Linked DNA regions of Mus musculus: all the other regions are linked to region 4. The links are chromatin contacts, called in public promoter capture Hi-C maps. All regions are on one chromosome and are shown on one strand. Each heading gives the region's core, a stretch centred on a gene start, on an enhancer-like site or on the middle of the called end of the contact. The rest is flanking DNA. Distances are from core to core; before and after follow the strand shown.

Region 1 (2,966 bases), core at 195-2,694, 230 kb before region 4:
TCTTTAGGCTGGAGCGGGGCCCAACCAGAGTGAGCAGGACCAGCCGGAGCAAGCAACCTTCATTCCCAGCAACCACATGATGGCTCACAACCATCAGTACAGCTACAGTGCGTACACGTAAAATAAAAAAAAATAAAATAAGGTAAAATAAAAAGAAATGATAGATCTGAGGCATTTTAAAGAGGCTGTGGTTTCATATGGGATGAATTTGTCTTTTGTGGAATAAATTCTAAGTAACTGGGCTACTCAAAATAGAATTATTCCTCAACACTGGAAGGGGCTGGTAACAGCTGTACTAGACTCTGGTCCACAATTGCAAACTCTAACTAAATTCAATGAGTCATTTAAAAGACATAAAAATGAGAAGAGGCGGGTTGGAGAGATGGCTCAGCGGTTAAGAGCACTGACTGCTCTTCCAGAGGTCCTGAGTTCAAATCCCAGCAACCACATAGTGGCTCACAACCATCTGTAATGGGATCTGACACCCTCTTCTGGTGTGTCTGAAGACAGCTACAGTGTACTCATATACATAAAATAAATAGATTTAAAAAAATTAGAAGAGGCTCAGGGGGATGAACTCATTTTGTAGAACAGGCTGGCCTCAAATTCAGAGATCTGCCTGACTCTGCCTCTCAAGTGCTGGAATTAAAGGTAGAGTGTGCTCTCCCACACTCTGTGTGTGTATTCTTAAGCCTGTGTCTCTATTTTTAAATTAACACTACTATCACAGTTGATAGACATATAAACTTAGCTAAACTGAATAATCTGCTGTCCTACTTACCTCCTCATAACCAATATTTTTTAGGTTTTTTTTTTATACATTATTTAGTTTTTATGTATGGGTACATGTGTGGGACAGTGTGAGCGTGAAAATCAGAGAACGACTTGTGGAAGTCAGTTCTGGCTTTCCAGTAAGTGGATCCGAGTGGATCGAATTCAGACGAACAGGCTTGGAGTTAAGTACCTTTAAAAACACCATTCCAACATTGGCTGATATTTTAATTTTTCATTATGAAACACACTTTAAGATGTTGTCGAGGTAGAAGAGATTTTATTCACTGCTTTAAAATACTCAATTTAGGTAAAGAAATCGAGTCTTGTGTGAACTCTTGGCTGGAACACACAACTGGTAAGGGATGCTGGCTCAGCCAGGCGCCTGGCCACTCAGACACGCAGACCGGCTAATGGGAAATGATTTTCCTTGCAGGATAAGAACTGGAGATTCCTTGCCAGCCCACTAGTCCCTTGAGGGACCTGTGTCCGTTTAACCACTAGAGTGTGTCTAGGTGTGCAGCTTGTCCTCTGCATTGCAGTTCCAGCGGTGAGACGGGACCATCCCCGCCCCGCCCACAGGACTCGGTTTCCCAGATGGCCGTGAGGCCCAGAAGACATTTCCCAGAAGGGCCCGCGCCTCACTGGCGCGTGACAAAGACTCCATTTCCCAGAGTTCCCCGGGAGGGTCTCGCCCCCCTCCACTTGAACCGGGAATAGCTGGAGAATTGTGCACCGGAAGTAGCTCTTGGGCTGGTGGAACCCATCGCAGGTGAGATTTACAGTTGGATTCGGCGCAGCAAACCGGGGATCTCGCAGGCTGGTCAGGGCCGTAAGAGTACGTCTCGCATTGTGGGTCTACGTGGGGTTGGGCTGGGTCGGGAACCAAGGGGTTTGGGGCCCGGGCCCTTGCTCATCTTGGTAACGGTGGAGCCATGCGGCTGGTTCAGAGCCCCCCTACAGAAACCGTAAAAAATTCCAGCGTCCTGAGGCCGTCCAGCGGTGCACCCTGCCCTAAACTACTAGGCTTTCTTAGACCGTAGGCTATCAGCTCAGCATTTGTGGGTACGGGACTCCAAGTACGAGCACCGCCCCTTGTCTGTCTGTAGGGTGAACGTTGGGGAGAAGCAGCCGCTATGATCTGTGCAGGGACCTGCCAGCCCTAATTTTGCAGTCGTAGGGATGAGGTGTACCTTTCCTCTGCCTAGTAGGGTCATGGGTTGGAACCAAGCTACTTTGTTTGGGATGGCGGCCAGCAGGAAGCTATAATGCCCAGGGCAAAGGACTTCCTGGGGGAACAGAGTTGGGTGTGTCTGTCAGCCTGTTGTCGCTCCTCCTTGGAAGTTTTGATTCTGTGCCTGCTGCCATTGGCCAAGGAGAATGGGGTAGGGAAAATGGCACATCCTGTATCCTCCTTAGCTTACACCATTTGGCCCTCCAGGTGCAGACCATAATGGGCGAACCCCATGGATCCATGAGGATCCTAGTGACAGGGGGCTCTGGACTGGTGGGTAGAGCCATCCAGAAGGTGGTTGCAGATGGGGCCGGCTTACCTGGAGAGGAATGGGTGTTTGTCTCCTCCAAAGATGCAGATCTGACGTAAGTTGCGACCATATTCAGACCCAATTCCTCCTCTTGGTTCCCTTTCCAGACAGAATAATACCCTGACCGGGTTTGTTCCTGAGCCTAGAAGTAATCTACCCCGAGTTTGGGTCCTCCCTGCCAGGTGACAGGCTGTAGTTGCTGGCTGTGCTCTTAAGTAAACATCCTCCTGTAGTTCCGGGATTCCCAGCCGACAGCTGCTAAAGCTCTGAACTTAGCTACTTGTCTCTGTGGCTGCCCTTCCAGCCATGGATCCATTCAGTTTCTAGACTCACTGCCCAAGCCTCAAACTCCTGATCTCCTCAGGCCTCCCTAGCCCTCCCCTGACATCCTGGCTTCCCTCAGGGATGCAGCCCAAACCCAAGCACTCTTCCAGAAAGTACAGCCCACCCACGTCATCCATCTCGCTGCAATGGTAGGCGGCCTTTTCCGGAATATCAAATACAACTTGGATTTCTGGGTAAGTTGGAGTGCTCCAGGGGCAACAAGCATTGGGAGCCAGGAGCTTAGGTTCTTGAAACTTCCACAGGTTTACCCCCAAGAAGTCCCCGAGGGCTGGTTTTGTACAGCCCTCAGGACATTTGGCCAAGTGC
Region 2 (3,345 bases), core at 538-3,037, 140 kb after region 4:
CTACCAACACTTATCTTTCACCAGTTCTGACTTATTTTAAGTAGACTGTCTCTAAACACCATCACTGGAATTTCAATTAGACTTTTCTTAGCTCTCTGCACACAATCTTTTGTGGTTCTAAACTTCTTATTTTGTGTTACATCATTGATCTCTTGTGGGCAGGAGTCCTACCACTGAATTATATCCTTAGCCTTTCCTGATGATTTCTTCAAATTTGTCTTCCAGCTCATAAATTCCCTCTTCATCTGTGTCTAATTTGCTGGCTAATTTAACTCTGTGCTAAGTTGTTTTTCTTTTTTAAACATCAACTTTATTAAGATACAATATATCACATACCACACAACTCATTCTTTATTGAATACATTTCAGTGACTTTTAGTGTATTAATAAAGTTGTGTATCCATCACCAGAATCTAATTTTAGGGCATTTCATTACTACAAAATGATTAGTCGTGTCCCAAGCCGGTCATTCCTTTCCCTCCCTGTACTTGGCTAATCTTTCTGTCTTTGTTGGATTCTTACACTTTGGGGCATTTCATGTAAATAAAAGGGTGTGACATGTAGGGTGTTTGTTGCTTCCCCCCCGCCCCCCCAGATTTCTTTTTCAGTGATCACCTCCTTTTCCTGGGAGTCCTTTTAAGGCCTGCATTGGTCTTTTTTCATGTGAGCGAAGTTTCTTTCTGTCAGGTAAACTTGCGGTTTGGCTTGGGGTTGTGTGTTTCTTCTTCTAGCATGTCTTAATAAGCACATTGGCTTTGTGTTCGAGGAGGTTTGTTAGTGTTGAGGGAAATCTAGTCAGGCCGCCTGCCTTTTCAAGCTGCGGCATGATGAACAGGGGTTCAAGGACCATTTACTCCCCTAAAAACACTTCTTACCTAGAAGCCTCACCAAGCCTCTGCTCTGCAAGAATCCATACTATAGCTCAGCCTGTCAACCTGAGTGCAGGCTCAGGCACAGCTGCTCTCACCCCAGTCTGATGGCAGGCTGGCTCTGGGCTCCACAATGGAGTGGAGTGCGGGACTTCTTTTGCAGAGAATTGTGTATGAACTAATTCTTATCCTCGGCACTCTCTTCATCTAGATCCCTTCTTCAAAGTGTCTAGTCCCTCTATTCCTCAGCACTTGTGAACTACTCAAGTGCTCACGCTGTTTGATCACCTGGTGACTTGTGTGACCCTGGGCAGGAGGAGGCTCTATTGCTAAGTGTTCTCCTTACCTGTAACTCAACACCGAGACACCAAGGCAACATGCATCTATAATGTGCTGTTTAGATCAAAGAGAACAGACTATACGCTCAGACTGACAGCAGAGGTTGTCACATCTAGCAAGGACTTGGTATTAGTGACAGTCATTTGTCTGGTATGAGGTTCTGTGGTGGGGGTGGGGCGGGCGGGCAGAATCCAAGGTGTGCTAGCTGCTTTTTCCAGGGCCTAGGGTTTTGAACACGGAACACCTTTCCTCCTGTGTGACAAGGGAGCGAAGGGAGCTGTGGCTTACCCTGAGCCCAAGAGAGCTGGAAGGGCAGGGGGGGAGCAGGAGCCCAAGGTGTGAACCTGGTGTGATCCTTACACAGGGGCCAGGATTGTCATCTCTGTGTGTGGGTGTGGTTGGTAACAAAAGTCCCTAGGGCTGAGTTGCCGGTGGGCGTCGTCATGGGCACTCTTAGGAGTAGAATTGGCTGGAACTATCGGATGCGAGGTGGATGCTGGGGAGGGAGGAGCCCCAAGGCTGGGCGTCTGAACCCCACAGCCCTACCTCTCCGCTTCCCTCTTTCGCTGCGTCTTTGTGCATTTTGCTTCCTTTAGCAGCCAAAGCTCTTCCGAGAATCTGCAAGGGACCTCGGCCAAGCAGAGTGGGAGGATCCTCCCACGCCGGGTAGGGAGGTGGAAAAGGGTGGGGGGCTGCTGCGGCGGGAGCAGGAGCGGGAGACCTAGAAGGGGCGTTGCGCGCGGACGAAAGGCGCCGAGGCCGGGTAGGGCGACCTGCTGAGTGGCCTCCAGCCCTGGGCGCCCCCCACCCCGCGCGTCTCCCAGCTGTGCGAGGCCCCCGCCCCGGTTCCGCCCCGCCCCTCGCGCGGGGTCCGCGTCTGCGGCTGCGTTCCCCGAAAGACGAAGCTGCGCCCCGGTTCCGGTCCGCAGGGAGACCGAAGGGCATCGCTCCCCGCGCCGTGCCCGCCGCTGAGCCCGGAGTGCGGACACCCCAGGGATGTGAGTGCGCCCCCCACCCCGAGGCCCGCACTCCACGCCCCGATTCGCGGTGAGCGCCGAGGCGCGCGCGCGGGGACCAGGGGAGGGGACTCGGCGCGGGGTTCCCGGCCCCCCAGCCCAGGGGTGGGGACGAGGACGGGGACGCGGCGCGCAACCCTCCCCCGCCGGCAGGTAAGGTGCGCTCCCTCCTCCCGCTTTTCCTGTCCGGACGCACCTACAGCTCCTTGGGGAGAGAAGACAATCTCCCCACGCAGGTGCAGGGCGAAGGCTGCGGGGACCTCGGGTGGCCACCTCACCGGAGAGGGCAGACCTCTTTTCCCTGGAGGGGAGGCTGTGATGGTGGATGCTCCCGGTGATGGGTTGGGGGTGGGGCATTGCGAGCTCCTGGACCTCCCCCCCCCCCCCCGCGCGCTTTTGATTCCTGGGGGATGGTTACATCTTCAGGCCAGAAAAGGGAAGGGTGTTTAGGGTTGGGTCCTCTGACCGAGGCTATTCCCCTCCAGGCCTGCGCCCCAGAGGACCCCCGCCTGCAGCCCCCGCGCCTCTTTCAGGCCCTATCGGAGCATGCTGCCTGCAGCCATGAAGAGCCTCGGTCTGGCGCTGCTGGCCTTGCTTCTCTGCCCCTCGCCGGGTGAGTCGGGGGCCCGCGGGGAGGGGTCATATCACGGGAAGCACCACTCTTAGATCTCAGCTCCAGCCACCGGGGGCTCTCCCCACACTCGAGGGCATCCAGCGCCTTTCCACCTTTCTTCTAGTACTGCGCAGATGTCCCTCATTCTCAGAGGTTCAGCGAGCTTCCTATTAAGTCGGGTGGACCTTTCCTGTCTTGGAACCTACCTATCTTTGGGGGTGCTGTGTGTAGGAGTAAGAGGATGCGGGAGGCAGGATGTGTAGGCACAGCACAGGGTCAACCTGGAGGCCCACTCTGGGTCTTGTGGGAGTGAACTCTTCTGTGAGCATGGTTCTGCCGTGATAGCTGCAGCAGGTTGGGGAAGAGGGGGTGTAGGGTCTGGCTGTCCAGACTCGGGTTCCCCTGGTTATCCCTCTCTCATGCCCTGCCTAGCCCATGGCCTGTGGTGCCAGGACTGCACCCTGGCCAATTCCAGCCATTGCGCTCCGAAGCAGTGCCAGCCCACCGA
Region 3 (3,291 bases), core at 672-3,171, 160 kb before region 4:
CCAAAACACTCCGGTTCTAAAACGAGACCAGCTCTAAGGTCCTAGTCCAGGAGCCACTGCCTTGTCTTTCCTCTGTAGTGATGGGACCTTTAAAGGACTCCCTACTCAGGCTGGAGAGATGGTTCAGTGGTTGAGAGCACTGACTGCTCTTCTGAAGGTCCTGAGTTCAAATCCCAGCAACCACAGCACTACGTTCCATCGGTAAGCAGCTCAGTCTCCTGTCAGGTCAGTACCCCCTTGACCACTCTGGGACTCCACGGGTTCTATAGACGGTGGCTCACAACCGTCTGTAATGAGATCTGACGCCCTCTTCTGGTGTGTCTAAAGACAGTTACAATGTACTTACATATAATAAATAAATCTTTGGGCTAGAGCAAGTAGGGCTGGAGGGAACAGAGGTCCTGAGTTCAATTCCCAGCAACTGCATGATTGCTCACAACCATCTGTCCAACTACAGTGTATTCACATACGTAAAATAAATAAATAAATTAATTAATTAAAAAAAAAAACCTCCCTACTCTGGAAATAGGACCAGAGGAGTAGAGTTGAACATGCCCAGTTAGATGGCAGGCTGGGCTTTGCCCATTCCCTTCTGTTCAATCTTGGGGGATCAAGATGGGAAAGAAGATACCTGGTTCTGGAGCACTGGGCTCCAGGATGTCCTTGATTGACAGGTTGACACATGAATAACGGGGTTTCCAGAACCTTGAGCTTGAAAATTTCCTGTTCAGAAGGCAGTAGGGCCTGAAGCTGGTGGAGTTCCGCAGGCTGTCCACCGGAATGAGATCGCCTCTGCTGCCGCTTACCTCCTTGATCACATTCTTGACCACTTTCTCAAAGGCCGATGGCATGGTCCTGGGGGCAGACGGCAGGGCTCCGTACTTAGTTCCTCCAGCACTCAGGAACCCCATCCCTTCAAAGTAGCCTTGCCTTGTTAGTCCTGGCACATTCCTGCCCGACCAACACAACACAGACACGATTCACTCCGTGGCTCGCCTATCTGTCTCTCCTTGGGGCCACAGCACTTAGGAGGAAGAGGAGGAGGGGGAGGGGGAGGGGGAGGGGGAGGAGGAGGAGGAGGTAGTCTGTAGTAGGTCTATACTATCTACATCATTAATTACTGTGCATAGCCTTTGGCCAATTGCTAAAGTCTAAGATACCTTGTTGCTCTCCCTGGCTGAGGGCCAAGGCTGGGGAAGGAACACAAGCCCCCACTTCTAAGGGATTTAGCACAGGAGCCCACAGCAAAGCCAGTGTTCCAGGGCTCAGTGGTTTCCTCCAGGGCTCTCATGTACAGCTCTGTGAGCTACCTGACCTGATTGAACTTTCATGGGTCAGAGGCCAAAACAGGCCTGGGACAGACAACCTGGGCACTGTGGAGGAACAACTCTACACCTAGGAAACTGGGTCTCTGGGCTAACGGTGGAGAGTGAGGCAGGAAGGCCCTTGGTGATCAGGGAGGGACTTATGGGTCAAGGAATCATCCCAGAAGCCTAGAGAGTCCCCCCTCCTTCCCCTCCCCCCACTCGGTCCCCTCTTCCCGCCCCAGTGTCAAGTCCAAACCAGGCTTGTCCCACTGTATCACTAGTGGGTGACCTCCATAGAGGGTAGACCCTAGCTGCTAGGGCCCCTTCAAACTGTCTTCAAGGTATAGTGGGGCTTCTGGGAAGGGCTAAATCCCCAACTCAACAAGCAAGCATCCAGGCCATAGCGTAGACCACACTAGATAGAGGAGGGGCGGCTGGGCTCTGGAAGAGCTGGGTAGCAGGGTGGCTCACCTCGATTTTTCACCCCTGCCGAGGTATCTGGGTCCACCAAGCGAAGCGAGGACCTGCTGGGATGCCGGGGAGGGGTCTATTGTCTGCTCAACCCGGGAGCAACGGGAGCCACGACCAAGAGCGGAACTCAGGCGGCAGGACACAAAAGTGAAACCGTAAAGCTTCAGCCCGACGTAGCGGGCGCGGTGCTTTCAAGGAGCCCTCCCTCCCGGAACAGCTGCGCAGCCTGCCCTAGCCTCCTCCTCCTCCTCCTCCCCGGAGCCCGCCTGGGCTTCGGGAATTCCCTGCGATCCGGGAGCTTCGCTTTCTTCTAGTTCGGGTTCCTCCAAGTTCGCAGCGCTTCCCCCCCACCCCGCCCCCCTTTGGTTTTTTTTTTTCGAGACAGGGTTTCTCTGTGTAGCTCTGGCTGTCCTGGAACTCACTCTGTAGACCACGCTGGCCTCGAACTCAGAAATCCACCTGCCTCTGCCTCCCAAGTGCTGGGATCAAAGGCGTGCGCCACCACCACCAGGCTTCACTTATTCTTTCTTAAACACCTGGGCCATAGTAAAAGATCTGAATGGACTTCTCTAGGAATACACAACTGAACCAGTTGCCAGCAAGCACACCATTAGTTATCAGGAAAATGCAAATCAAAACTAGATAGCATCAAAGCTACTCTGCTGGCTGACATCCTAAGTAAATAGCAGTAAAGCAAACCCCATGGTCCTTGCAGACAGGAAATTGAAAACAGAGCTGCTCTAGAATACATCCACAATTTTTCAAACGGGTGAATGTAGAGTTACCAGGTGACCTAGCAATTGGACTTGTAGGTGCATATCCAAAGCAAGAGGTCATCTTGGGGTTGTGGCTATCAATGGTGAAGTGTTTCTCATACAGCAAACAGAAGGTCAAACAGATATGCCTACACCAATGTTTGCTGTAGAGTTTAAATTTTCCTCTTGAGATTTTAAAAACTTATATCCCACGTGTGGGAGTGTTTTGTCTGCATATATGCAAGTGCACCATATGTGGGTGCCAGGACTTGAGTCCCCGTCCTCTGTAAGAGCAGCAAGTGCTCTTAACCCCTGCACCATCTCTCCAGTTTCCATGGTAACATTTTAAAGAGTCAAGCAGATAACCCTCAAGTGACCTGAATGACAATCAATTCATACATAGATTAAAATTTTGTCCAGTTCTGGGCCCTGCACACACTAGGCAAGAAAGCCCCCTATGACCAAGCTCTGTCACCAACCCTCAATAGGGCGCTTGCATGGCTACTGAGAAGCTTGAGTACACCTATAAGACACATTGCAGAATGTGGATAAACCCTGAAAACACGGCCACAAGCGGAAGAAGCCAGACCAAAACTAATCCAAGCCAACCAACCAACCAACCAACCAAACAAACAAACAAACAAAAAAATGACACATCACTGTGCAAGCCATTTTGTATGAAATCCCCCAAGTAAGCCAACTGTTCATGGTTGCCAGTGTCCTGGGGTGTGGGCAGTAGCCACACGAGTTTATTTATG
Region 4 (3,064 bases), core at 359-2,858:
CTCTGGAAACAAAGGCCGTCTAACCATGGCTGACCTCCATGGTGGCTACTCTTGTCTAACTCTGGGAGAACTTGCCATCAGTACAGACATCGCAGCAGCAGTGGCCAAACCAGAACAGGGCCTGGCCACGACCAGGGAGGAAAGGCATGGGGGTCAGAGAAACAAAACCTCCCACTCAAAGACCCAGTGACCTGTACTGGGCTGGTCCTCAAGGATTAGCAAAAGGTGGGGGGCGGGGGGACACAGTTATCCCCACACAGGCCTGGGAATAGAAAGAAGGAACAGAGCAATCCTAAGCCTTCCCAGGCTTCTCTTACTGAGTCAGCTCAGGGTGGGGGAGTCCCACACTATCCACAGGGAGGCTGACCAATGCAACATGCACTTCCTCCACAGGGCACCTGAAAGGCATGGCCACCCTAGGAAGAAGAGTTCCTGGAGAACATGTTGCAGGCTGACTCCGTCTCCCTCCCTCCCTCCTTCCCTCTCTCCAATCTAACCCCTCCCCAGTTTGAGCTAGTCACTGTGGTATCAGGCATGCCTGGTTAGGATGGAGCCCTTGAGGGTTCTGTCCAAGTCCCAGTGCCTTCCTCTCTTCCTCTTCCTCTCCCTCTCCTCCCTCTCCTCCAGGAGACCTGATACACACACACACACACACACACACTGGATAGAATCAGCCAGCAACAAAGTACAATCTGACACCAGGAAGGAAGGTGGGCAAAGAGCCATGGGAACACCCGGGAGTGTTGTGACAGCAGCTTCTGCTTAGCAGCCCCTGGGGATGGGCAGGAGTACCCCAGAGCCTACACACATACTAAGAAACCCAAACACTCACTGACCCCTAGGAAATACCCAGACCGGAGAAGCAGAGAAGGTTAACATAATATCCCTTAGGCAAAGAGCAAACTAGTTTCCACTTCACCCCTGTGTTCCTGGAAGCCCAGGCACCCTCATCTCCAGACTCAGGAGCTTTGGAGGGGATGTATGTTGGGGAAAAGTAGTCAGGCTTCCCCGTGAAGTTCCGAAGGTTTTTGCTGTCTGCTGTCACAATCTAACCACTAATGGACACTGACTCCTACAGCGGGGCACGCAGAAGACACTGTTAGAGAAGGAGGCTTTCTAGACGTCAGAAAAAAACACGTGCTTGCTTGTGGAGGTGAGGGAGTGGGGGTTGTCACCCATCAGAACCAACTTCTTGGTTCTGAGACCCAAGGGGTTCTCTAGCTTCAGGGGAACCATCTAGACCGTGACTGCTCCAGTGTTACTCCCATCGGGCTGGAACACCGGCTCTGGTCTCTCCTTGGGACCTCAGTATCCCCACCTGGCATTCAGGGGAGCGGGTCCCAGGAAGGAAAGGCCGGGAAGGCCGCACTGCACAGCGCGGGGCAGGAGGCTGAAGACCCATATCCCTGCTCAGCCCCCACCTTGCGGATGCTGCCGTCGTCCTGCGGCCGAGAGCTTTCCTCGCCAGTGCCCTGGCCATCTGGCCTCTCCTCAAGGATCATCGCTGCTCGCTCGGACGCTGACTCCGAGAGGCTGCGAGCAGCAGGCCCCTCGCGCTCCAGGGAGGATCAGCCGCGCTGCTCCGACTGTCCCCCTCCTGGAGGGTCCGACTGACCGGTGCGGCAGAGCGCGGGCCCCGCCTGCAAAACTTGATGTTGTCCAATCAGAGGTGAGGGCTACTCCGATGGATAGAAACTACTACCAACCAGAGTGAGAGAAAGGCGGGCTCCAGGTAAGGGATCTGGTAACTCTTAGCAACCAGGGCCGCTCGCCGATCAGGGTACGCATGCGCAACGCTAGGTGTTAGGCGTGCGGAGAAAGTTAGGAAAAGACAAGCAGAACTGGGGGCGGCGACCAAGAGCCGCTGCAGCCTCTGCAGGGACTTCAAGGCTTTATCTCGTCACCCCGGCAACGGGACCCTCCAGGATTGCTCCAAAAATGTTTACAATGGGGTTTTTTAAACGGTTTGTTAGAGACAAGTGCTTGTGCTGATTCTAAAACAATGCCTGCTTTCTTCCCGGCACTAAGAGGCAAAGCGCCGCTGCGGTCCCCTTGCTTCCAGAACCGCCCCCAGAAACCTCGCCTCCGGGACCTGGTTATGCATTTTGTTTCCAGAGCCTACATTCTCCTTGACCTCCTTGTGCTTCCAGAACCGGATCGCCTTCCAGAACCCGAATTGGTTTTAAGAATTGGACTTTTTCCAGAACTCGAGCTCCTTGCAGGGCTTACTCCGAAGCACTTCTCAAATTCATGTGGGCTGGCTCACACTAGATGAGCTGAGAACACAGCCTAGAAATGAGTGGCTAGCCCTTTGTCAAGCTGCTCCAAAGGTCAGCCTCCTCCACGCTGCCCGCCACCCTGGTCACTGCTTGCCCTGACTGAGTCAGCGACTCAGTCTCTACGCCCCATCCCCCTCACACACACCTGGCTCTGTCATCCCCAGATCTAAATTTGCTCGGCTAAGCTCTTGGATGTCCCTGGACAGTGGGCCCCCGCCAGAAATGCTTCTCTCATCTGCCCCGCTAGCCTCTCCAAACTTCCTGGCATTTTTGATCCCAGGGCAGCATTGTCCCCTCCCCTCCCCTCCCCTCCCCTCCCCTCCCCTCCCCTCCCCTCCCCTCCCCTCCCCTCCCCTCCCCTCCCCTCCCCTCCCCTCCCCTCCTTTCTTTCCTTTTCTTTCCTCTAGTATCTTCCTGTGGAGTGTCACCTAATTTCACTTCTTCCTCCACTGACATCCTCATGAGCAGCCTCCTCCATCTCCGGGCTCTTATGCTGCCTAGGTGTGGTCATCACCTTAGAACTAAACAGAGACCACATGTGCTGTCACCTAGCACAGCTGTCACCCTCCTGCATAGGCACCCCTGAATTCAGACTTCTGTGTCTTCAGAATCCTGTGTGCTTAGACTGACATCCACCCAGCAAAGCATGCCTGACTAAAGCAACTGTTTCTCTTAAAGATTTATTTTAATGTGTGTGTGTGTGTGTGTTTCTGCAGATGAGCACTGTGCCTGCAGAGTCCAGAAAAGGGTACTTGAACCCCAGGAACAAGAGACTACAGGTAGTT

Evidence for each region. Capture Hi-C pulls out chosen DNA fragments and counts their contacts.
Region 1: a contact with region 4 is called in a promoter capture Hi-C map of liver. The contact joins the promoter of Gfus here to the promoter of Rhpn1 in region 4. A contact is called at or near these places in 4 of 39 promoter capture datasets (the SN4741 cell line and embryonic stem cells), 3 of 15 datasets of contacts at CTCF or cohesin (all in embryonic stem cells), 14 of 484 Hi-C or Micro-C datasets (the G1E-ER4 cell line, the HL-1 cell line, the N1E-115 cell line and 5 more), 16 of 115 datasets of contacts at active chromatin or transcription factors (the NIH/3T3 cell line, bone marrow-derived macrophages, embryonic forebrain and 9 more) and 3 of 9 other capture datasets (adipose tissue, liver and pancreatic islet).
Region 2: a promoter capture Hi-C map of adipose tissue shows a contact between it and region 4. The contact joins the promoter of Ly6h here to the promoter of Rhpn1 in region 4. A contact is called at or near these places in 7 of 39 promoter capture datasets (the 3T3-L1 cell line, 3T3-L1-derived adipocytes, cranial neural crest and 3 more), 12 of 115 datasets of contacts at active chromatin or transcription factors (craniofacial prominence, embryonic basal ganglia, embryonic forebrain and 5 more) and 4 of 9 other capture datasets (adipose tissue, embryonic stem cells, liver and 1 more).
Region 3: a promoter capture Hi-C map of liver shows a contact between it and region 4. The contact joins the promoter of Gsdmd here to the promoter of Rhpn1 in region 4. A contact is called at or near these places in 4 of 39 promoter capture datasets (the HPC-7 cell line, cranial neural crest, maxillary cranial neural crest and 1 more), 3 of 484 Hi-C or Micro-C datasets (DN3 thymocytes, bone marrow-derived macrophages and embryonic cerebral cortex), 16 of 115 datasets of contacts at active chromatin or transcription factors (acute myeloid leukemia, bone marrow-derived dendritic cells, embryonic basal ganglia and 11 more) and 3 of 9 other capture datasets (adipose tissue, liver and pancreatic islet).

What each region holds. Positions count from the first base shown.
Region 1 is chr15:75,928,296-75,931,261 of GRCm38.p6, reverse strand. Gfus (GDP-L-fucose synthase) reads left to right here and starts at 1,444. Exons shown (of 11, transcript NM_001357005.1): 1 at 1,444-1,543; 2 at 2,213-2,370; 3 at 2,719-2,833. The coding sequence starts at 2,225.
Region 2 is chr15:75,565,624-75,568,968 of GRCm38.p6, reverse strand. It overlaps Ly6h (lymphocyte antigen 6 complex, locus H), which reads left to right and starts at 1,787. Exons shown (of 4, transcript NM_011837.3): 1 at 1,787-2,206; 2 at 2,710-2,837; 3 at 3,270-3,345. The coding sequence starts at 2,205.
Region 3 is chr15:75,860,969-75,864,259 of GRCm38.p6, reverse strand. It overlaps Gsdmd (gasdermin D), which reads right to left and starts at 1,921. Exons shown (of 11, transcript NM_026960.4): 1 at 1,779-1,921; 2 at 632-855; 3 at 1-16. The coding sequence starts at 851.
Region 4 is chr15:75,702,832-75,705,895 of GRCm38.p6, reverse strand. Rhpn1 (rhophilin, Rho GTPase binding protein 1) reads right to left here and starts at 1,608. Exons shown (of 15, transcript NM_001163465.1): 1 at 1,422-1,608. The coding sequence starts at 1,502.